Regions from separate parts of the Zea mays genome. Here region 1 is linked to region 2. Evidence: chromatin contacts called from public Hi-C data. All regions are on one chromosome and are shown on one strand. Each heading gives the region's core, a stretch centred on a gene start, on an enhancer-like site or on the middle of the called end of the contact. The rest is flanking DNA. Distances are from core to core; before and after follow the strand shown. Region 1 holds the start of LOC100191873 (Zinc finger protein ZAT9). Region 2 has its middle 4.9 kb from the start of TRNAL-AAG.

What was found. Hi-C and Micro-C count contacts between places; a contact is called where the count stands out from the background.
Region 1: a Hi-C map of ear shows a contact between it and region 2, with 2.6 times the contacts expected there. The contact joins the promoter of LOC100191873 here to the enhancer-like site in region 2. A contact is called at or near these places in 3 of 25 Hi-C or Micro-C datasets (ear, leaf and tassel).

What each region holds. Positions count from the first base shown.
Region 1 is chr1:93,337,568-93,342,393 of Zm-B73-REFERENCE-NAM-5.0, reverse strand. It overlaps LOC100191873 (Zinc finger protein ZAT9), which reads right to left and starts at 1,804. Exons shown (of 1, transcript NM_001137297.1): 1 at 296-1,804. The coding sequence starts at 1,612. The coding sequence ends at 587.
Region 2 is chr1:93,162,723-93,167,551 of Zm-B73-REFERENCE-NAM-5.0, reverse strand. No RefSeq gene overlaps it. Among protein-coding and RNA genes, the nearest start is that of TRNAL-AAG, 4.9 kb to the left of the region's middle. Within about 2 kb of position 1,606, at least 15 of the 20 cell types and tissues checked have an H3K27ac peak or open chromatin away from gene starts, as enhancers often do. A contact at or near this core is called in ear, leaf and tassel, where this site is marked.

The DNA.
Region 1 (4,826 bases), core at 555-3,054, 170 kb before region 2:
TGCACCTGGAATCGTTCCACTCAATCAAAGTTTATATAAATTAGAGAAGCAATCCGGTTTGGAATCGTTCCGACCCACCAATCCGACAGAAACGAACAAGCCCTAAATTACCAACATAAGATTTTGGGTGTTACACCAAGCCACCAGCGCCACAGTGGTCGGCTTAGTAACTTCCTCCATTCCTAAATCCACCACTAACTATATGATACTGTGCAGTTGTGCTTTGAGGTTCAAGGACGCAGCAGAGTTTAAAATGGGACATGGTGAATGCACTTCTCAATAACAAAATCCAAGTAATGGGCCACTTCGATTTTTTGGTACTCCTACAAGAGAACGAAAATAATATGAATGTACTGCTCATCTAATTTAGGTACGTACCTGCCAGACTAACAATCGCAGTGGAGTAACAGACCAAACAAAACAAAACAAAACAAAAAAAAATGCTCAACTGTTACTCTCCGTCTAATTCTTGCATGGATTGGAAGGGACCCAAGCCCTTTACCGCAGCAGCTGCGCAAGAGCATCAGCCGGTCTGAAGTTGGCGTCGTAGCAGTAAGTATCGGTCGGATCGGGTCAGCAGCTGGCCTCACTGTCTGTTGCCGCCGAACTCGGTGTCGTACACGGCGGAGAGCTCGAAGTCGTCGTCCGTCGCGGCCGGCACGTTGAGGTCGATGGACATGGAGCTGTCGCCGCATTTCGCTGGCGTCCAAGGGGACGGGGGCCGTGGGGCGGGCGCGCCGGACGGCATGTGCGCGCGCTTGTGGCCGCCCAGGGCCTGTCCCGACTCGAACACGCGGAAGCAGAACGGGCACTCGTGGACCGCCGGGCCGTTCTCGGCGCGGCGAGCCTTGGACGACGGCGCGGCGGGAGGCGGCACCGGCACCGGCACGCACCCGCCCTTTCCTCTCTTGACGCTGGCGCGGTGGCCGCCGAGCGCCTGGTACGACCGGAACACCTTCCTGCACGCGCCGCACTGGTGCCTGCCGTGGTCCGAGCGCGCGACGCCGTGCTCGTGATCGGCATAGTCCGCGCCGACGAGCGAGCGGACACCGTCGTCGTCGTGGTCCTGCTCCGCCGCCTCCGAGCTCGCCGGGCCCCAGCCGGATCTGGACCGCGTCCACGAGTCCCGGGACAGCATGACGAGCGACATGGCCACGTCCTCCTCCGGCGTCGCGTCGGAGACGCTGCTCGCTGGCTGCTCGGGATCGGAGGACGCCACCGCCGGCGGGGGCGCGCGCCGGCGCGCCCGCTTTGAGCGTCGCCGGCTCACGGCGAACCGCGGGGACGACTCCGTGTCGCTCTCCCCGTCCTGCACGACCGAAGACTCGCCGCGGGCGGGCCTGCCGCCGCCGGAGAGTCCAGGAAAGCCGAACGCTTTCGTGGCGCCCTCGCGTGCGACGCACGGCGCCGCGAGTGGCTTCTGCCGCGCCGGCCCGTCGCCCATCTCCGTCGACGAGGTGGACGCCAGGGAGAACGGCGGCGATTGCTGCCGCGGCAGCGGCGAGCGCGCTGCAGCCGACGACGCGGCCATGACGTGGGAGCGCATGTGGCCGCCCAGCGCGCGGCCGTTGTGGAACCGCCGGAAGCAGAGCCTGCAGGTGTGCCTGTCCATCACCAGGCAAGGAGTTCCTGCAAACGGAACGCGACCAGCACAGAGCAAACGACCAGCACAGAGCAAGCAGTGAGCAGCTAGCTGCTTGCTTAGCTTCGCCCTCTGCCTCCCTCGCTTGAGTTCTCCCTTCGCTTGCTCTGTACGTGCTGCTGCCTTTGGGCCTCACTCACTCAAGGATAACAATAATCTGACGGGAAAAGAGGCGGAAGAAGTGTGAGAGGGGAGAGTAGTGGGACCTAAAAAGGAGTAGGTGACAAGCATCGGTCTTCTCCACCTAGCAACGAAGGGACGAGTGGGATCGGAGGAGGTGAGAAAGTTGCTTAAATACGTACAGCACAGGGCCAGGCTTTTACCAAAATTAGGGGCGTTCAAGAGACACTTGAAAAACTGAAGATCCACAATATAAGCAGAAAATAACTGCTCCAAGCAAACGCCGTGGCCTGTAAATAGAGAGAGAGAGAAGAAATTTGCATCCGCATAACTGGCAGGATTGAATACGGAGATCAATAGGATCTGGGCGTGCTGCTCGGCAATTCTTGAATTCTCGCGCACAGGGGAAGCGCAAGCGGCAAGCTTGCCTGTAGCTGTAGGAGTTACAGTTCATTGGTGGCAACAACAAAAAAAAAAAAGAATTAAGTGGCACGTAATTAATCGTGTGCGCGGAATAATTTGGGGGGGGGGGGGGGGGGGGGGGGGGGGGGGGAAGGTGCATTGCATTGACCACCGATCGGGAGATTACGTGACGCTGGCCAATTGATGGGCATTGACACTCGAGATTCTCTCGCGTCTTCTCCCATCCAGTTCAGTTCCATCCTCCCCTACCTACGCAGCAATTTGCTGCACAACAAGTTTGCAAGGTCCAATTGACGTTGTACTCAAAGGGCTCGGCAGCTAGATCGCGATGCCTCCAATGCTTGACTAGCTACTACTACTAGGCTCTGTCCTTTGGAAACACTGACTTGCGAACTGGGCAAAGACACTGCAGAGGATGCGGTGGCTGCGTGCGCTACCAACTGTGCATCACATCATACGCTGCACTAGCAGGGACCTGTTGTTGGTGCTGCTCGGCTATCTATCAGTGCTACGGGAGCGAGAGGGAGAGGATGCAGGCAGCGGCGGCGGCAGCAGGGGATGCGGGTGCCCCCACATGGACGTGCGATGCTTCTGTCGGCGCATGCACGTATCGCACATGCCTCTCCTTTTGTTGAACAAGTCTCCTGCTAATCGTCTCCCCCAGTCACGGATGGCGGGGGTCTGCTGATGGCTGCTCCAATGCAAGTTTAGCCAAACAAAGATTACAAGAAAGAGAGTGGTGTAGCTGCTTGGATGCTACTACTGCTAGCCTCCATTTCTTTTTAATTGTCGTTGGATAGTTGAATTTTACACTATCCAGCGACAACTAAAACGAAACGGAGGAAGTACTAGCTAGCTTTTGGTTGAATCGACCACACCAGAAAGAGCAGCGCAAGGAGCGTCGGCTACTCAGCTCAGCTGGTGGCCATCGGTTTGTGTCACGAGCCAGGAATTTTTTTTTAGTTGGCACTTGACAGCTTCGTTTTCGTCCATGCGATTGCAGTAAACCTGCCCAAGCTAGCTGTTATGCCGGTAGGTGGTATTACTGGCCATTAACAATAATTACACCTGCTGACCTGCCCATCGCAAACTCTCATCCCTAGTGTGTTATTTTCGAAATGCTGTAACAGAAAGTCATCTTGGAGCCTAGTGCTCACTTCACCCACTTGTAGATGTCATTTTGGTGCTTAACGAACGTCGCCAACACACTGCGGCATTGCACATATCGATCGGCCTCCTACTCTGATCTGCTGGTAGTAAACGAGCGTCCAACTGATTGCACTTCCGATGAAGTGGCGTCCAATACAAAGGTGAAGAGCGGTAGCTAGAAAAAATCTGGATAAAAATAAAGCTAGTTTGGGAACATCATTTTTCAAAGATTTCTATTTTCTAAGAGTAATTAGTTCATTTTTCCTTGGAAAATATGATTCTTTTGGGAAAAAATACAGTTCTCAAACTAGCCTTAAGGGCTGGTTTAGTGACCAGGTAAATACAGAGGATCCAAAGAAAGGAATTCTCTTGCTATTCAACAAAGAGAATCCTTCCTCATATATGCTCTCTATTTCTCTGATAACCAAACCAGCTCTAAAGTGGAATCCTTAAAGCTTGCAGAGTTAGGGTCAGTTGGTGGCGGAGGCCCATGCATAGGATGGGCCATACATGAGCAGAACATTGGGGCCTCCCGAAGCCTTCTGTTCACGTCTTCTCGTTGTCTTGTCTTAATTGTCAAACTCTATGAAACGTTATCTAACTATGAACAAATCTATCTTTAAAAAGCTCTACTTTTATATGTAAAAAACATATACCTTCTTATAATAAAGAAAAAGTTCCTTCACCATTGTATGTTCTCTCTCTTTATGCTTGCCTAGTTGTAGAAAGGCAACTGAGAAGAGAATGTATCTTCCATCAAATCTATCTTTAAAAAGCTCTACTTTTCTATGTAACAAACATATACCTTCTTATAATAAAGAAAAGTTCCTTCACCGTTGTATGTTCTCTCTCTTTATGCTTGCATAGTTGCAGAAAGGCAACCGAGAAGAGAACATATCTTCCTTATCTTTCTTACGCCTCCATCGTTGACGATAGGATTCAAAGGTTTAGATCTAGGATTTGCGATCACAAAGTTACTCAACATATCGTCAACAATGCTCTACCCTAACAGTTGCAGATCCGATACACGTCACCTCTCTACCAAGTCGTCATGTCCTTTAGCCTGGACAAACTGTTCTACGAGACATGCTTTATGTCCATCTACTGAATCAAGAAGCATGGTACATTATTTTTTGATGTGCTCTAAACCCATGGTTTAATAGATTTGTTCAATCTAGATTGAATTCATGCAGTCACATACATGTTGTAAATTCATTTCTACGGTGAGTTGCTTGTTATAGATTGATAGCTTTGAATGAACTAGTAGATGATATTTTGGTCAAGTTAGTTCACGATAAAGGAGACAAAATAGCAGCGACACATGCTCATTCGCGTCACGCGCTACTACACCTCGCGTGTCGCTAGCCATGTTCACCACCACGACACATAAACCCTAGCAGTTGCGACTCCCTAGGCTCATAGGTGCGCTCACCCCCGCGTTATGTTGGGTCGTGGCCTGGATGGGCTGTCACTGCCAATCCTATTGAGTCGT
Region 2 (4,829 bases), core at 357-2,856:
TTGTTCTTTCAAAACAAGATCCCACTTGGTATATTAAAAAATATTAAATGATATTTTTTGTGAAGATAGTATATTCTTTATTAATCATATACGTTATAGGACAAATGATTTAAGTTAAAAACATATATCCTAAAACATCACATGTATACTGCTGAACATCGTAAAATACATCATACAACATCATATGTATATATGTGACAAAAAAATATTCTAGAACATCACATATATGCTATTGAACATTATACAACACTTATATCATAATAAACCATATATATACTACATGAACATCCCTAAATAGCATAAATCAGAACATGCATGCTACATGAATATTATATAATACTTCAGAGCATCAAATGTAATAAAAACACCAAACATATCAAACTAATATAACAATAATTCATAATATACCTCATAAACAGTATAATAATAGTACATTATGTCATAGAAGATACTATTTAAGTGAATATCACCACAAAAATGATGAAAAAAAGGAGTCATGCCTTCATAACACAAATATTCTAAATTCATGACAAGTGGAGAACAATATTTCAAATTTAGAAAAAAAACATTCTATGTTTATATGAATAGTATTATAATATCAAGAAACACATGAAATGACGAATAACAAAAAACTAAAATATGTAGAAAAAGATAAATACATAAATGAATGAACAAGTAATATAAAGAGAAAAAATAATAAAAGGTAGACAAACATAATGTAAAATAAAAATAACAAAAACCATGTAATATAGAAATTAAAAAAAATAAAAATAGGAAAAATATTTCATAGATACACATAAATACTAAAAATATATAAAAAGTATCCCATTTGTACCAAGTAAAAATACCATACATAGATCATCATATGAAAAACAAAAAGTAAAACAAGATAATAAAAGATAGAGTAGAATTAAAAACAAAATTGTGAAAATAATAAAAATGTACAAATACATAAAAGGAAAGATGAAGGAAAACAAAATAGAAGAAAACAAAAGGAAACGAAAAAGAAGAAAACATGTAAATAAAATGAAATAAACAAAGTATTTAACAAAAAGTAATTAAAGAAAATACAAATGAAAAACACCATGGAGAAATGGAAGAGGAAAAAGAAATAGAACAGGAAAGAAAAAAAACTAGCTTAGCTACGACATGGAAATTGTGCTGTAGCACCGGAAAAAAATCGTGTGCAGACCGGATGCAAAGGGGAATTTGTAGCCGGCTCTAGATTGAGGACACATATACTTGTACAGATCTTGAAGCGCCTTTTCTAGCTCCTGGCTCCAGGCCAGTTACGGCTTGTTCTGTTCAACTCGTGACTCGTCCATCATATGTTCGTCGTTCTATTATGTTCGGCTCCTTTGTTACTGATGACGGTTGCCGAGACTATCCTCCGCATCTCTTCCTCCAGGGATGGCTCATTGTAATTCATGGGTATTCAATTGAATATCCAAGTTTATTGGTAAAAAATAGTGTATAATATACGTGAACATATAAAAATAAAAAATTAAAATAGGATTGAGCTAAAACAAAGAAGGCTGCATATAGCGAACTGGCAGCCCAATTACAACCAGCGCTTGGTGGCCCAGCAGCCCACGTTGCGTGGAATCCCACTCGCACTCACGGTTCCGGACTCCTGGTGCCCTAGCGCATTCCACAGCAGCCCTGCTATAGCACAGCACAACCACCAGCCCAATTACAGCAACACACTGTCACATTAATTTCAACTCCAGGATTACAATTCTGGTATGCCTACAACAGGAGGTCAATAGCATATGTATATATACATAAAGCTATAAATATCAGTAGGACAACATGACAACATGACAATAAGATTGCAGGATTAAATGCATGTCAACTGATAAGATTAAAATAAGATGAACTGCTAGATTGTTGTGCAGGACAACAGGACACTAGATTAAAACAAACAAATGCAAGATAGTAGGAGTGCACAACACTATATTGTTGTGCTAAACTGCTAATCAAGCATTTCATCAGCTAGTTCAAAGAGGCCATCTCCAGTTGGAACTACAGTGGATGCAACAGCAAGTTCTTCTCCTTGTTATTGCATTTCTTTATCAGAATCAGATTCACCAAACTGTGGAGGACGAACAATACGCTTCCTTGTTCTAGTGTATGTTCTGTTAACAGCCCCAGCAGCAGCTCTAGGGAGATTTTTACCCCTTAGATGCTCAGTTGCACCAATAGCTTCATCAACAGCCCTCCAAAGAGAATTTTCATCGTTAATGTCCTCATCATTTTCATGAACCCACTCATTTTCCATTGGAACTCTTGTAGGATCAAAGGGTTGCTTTTCTTTCCCTTTAAGCCCAACTCTCTAATTCTTTAAAATCTATTTGCCACGTTTCGGTTGTAGCTAACATACACCAATTTGTCCAGCCTTTTATGTTCTAAACGATTTCTTCTCTTGGTATGGACCTACATAACGACAAAAAGGAAACATAAGTACTGTTGTACTGGACAACAATTTTGAGAAGACAAAATATGCAAACAAAAGGTACACATACATTAGCAAATGTGAGAGCACCTAGAGGGGGGGTGAATAGGTGATCCTGTGAAACTTGAAACTTAATGCCACAAAGCTTGATTAGGAGTTAGTACAATAATGCCAAGTGGCTAGAGAGGAGTCTTTAGCAAAACACAATAACCACAAGAAGATCAACACAGGTAGACTCAGTGGTTTATCCCGTGGTTCGGCCAAGTATAAAACTTGCCTACTTCCACGTTGTGGCGTCCCAATGGACGAGGGTTGCAATCAACCCCTCTCAAGCGGTCCAAAGACCCACTTGAATACCACGGTGTTTTTGCTTTGTATACTATATCCCGTTCACGAGGAATCTCCACAACTTGGAGCCTCTCGCCCTTACACTTTGATGTTCACAAAGAAGCACGGAGCAATGGAGGGATGAGCAACACACACAAGACACAAAACTCACGGCAAATACGCACACACAAGACCCAGACTTGAGCTCAAAAGACTATCACGAGGTTCTCACTAGAACGGAGCTCAAATCACTAAGAATGTCGAACAAGTGCGCAAGAATGAAGTGTGAGTGATCAACAATGCTCTAAGGATGCTTGGTCTTCTCCTCCATGCGCCTAGGGGTCCCTTTTATAGCCCCAAGGCAGCTAGGAGCCGTTGAGAGCATTCCAGGAAGGCAATTCTTGCCTTCTGTCGCCTGGCGCACCGGACAGTCCGGTGCACCACCGGACACTGTCCGGTGTGGATTTCTTTTCTTATTTGGCGAAGCCGACCGTTGCAGATTCAGAGCCGTTGGCGCACCGGACACTATCCGGTGCACACCAGACAGTCCGGTGCCCCCTTCTAGCCGTTGGCTCGGCCACGTGTCCCGCGCAGATCGCGCGGCCGACCGTTGGCCCGACCGACCGTTGGCTCACCGGACAGTCCGGTGCATCACCGGACAGTCCGGTGAATTATAGTCGTATGCCGTTAATCATCTCCCGAGAGCGACGAGTTCGCCTGTGAATGGCTCACCGGACAGTCCGGTGCACCACCGGACAGTCCGGTGATTTATAGCTGTACACCACCGTCGAAGTCCCGAGAGCAGCAGGTTCGCCAGAGCCAGCCTGGCGCACCGGACACTGTCCGGTGCACCACGGGACAGTCCGGTGCACCCAGACTGAGCAGACTTTGGCTGAACAAAGTCATCTCTTTTCCAATTCGATTTCTCCTGTTTCCATCACTTAGACACAATACATTAGTACTTAAAACAATGTACTAAGTCTAGAAACATACCTTTAGACTTGATTTGCACTTTGTCCATCACTTGGCATAGATTTACACTTAAGCACTTGTGTTGGCACTCAATCACCAAAATACTTAGAAATGGCCCAAGGGCACATTTCCCTTTCAATCTCCCCCTTTTTGGTGATTTATGCCAACACAACAAAAAGCAACTAAAAGAAGTGCAACATCAATACAAATGAGAACTCAAAATTGTTTTGATTCAAATTTGGCATATATGGATCACTCTTTGCCACCACTTGGTTTTGTTTTTGCAAATTAACCTCAATTTCCTATCTCTAAGTCAAACACACTTGTTGAGACATAAAGAGAGTCGTTCCAAGAGAAATTGATCCAAGATTTCAAAAACTCCCCCTTTTTCCCATAATCGTCTATTCTCTCCACAAGAGGCCAACTTTTGACAAAAGAGACAACAAGAGAGTTTTGACAAACCAAAAGCTCTATTCTACTATTTTCAAAATTTCTCAAGTGGTAGCTGATCCATTTTATTGCTTTTGGCCTTATTTTCTCCCCCTTTGGCATCAAACACCAAAACAGGATCAATTTTGGCCCTTGAACCCCATTGCCTCACCAAAATCTTCAAATAAGAATACAAAGGCAATAAGAGTACATGAGATGAACTTGGAATAAGTTACCCTCTCATCGGAGTGCAGTGGAAGTCTTTCATGGTCCAAGTCCACCTTTTCCCTTTCAAACCTCCTTTGAGACTAAATTAAGAAAACTCAAGCACATGGTTAGTCTCAAAGGGTCAAGTTGTAGCACATCTCCCCCTAAATATGTGCATCACATGCAAAAGGACTTGTGAGGTCCGGGGAGTGCTTGTACAACTTGAGCACCATACATAAGCAACAAAATGCATAAGGAACATGATCAAGACATAAACACATGTATGATATAAATCAATCCAAGTTCCGCGAATCTAAGACATTTAGCTCACTACGCAGCCTGCAAAAGGTCTTCTCATCTAGAGGCTTGGTAAAGATATCGGCTAGCTGGTTCTCGGTGCTAATATAGAACACTTCGATATCTCCCTTTTGCTGGTGGT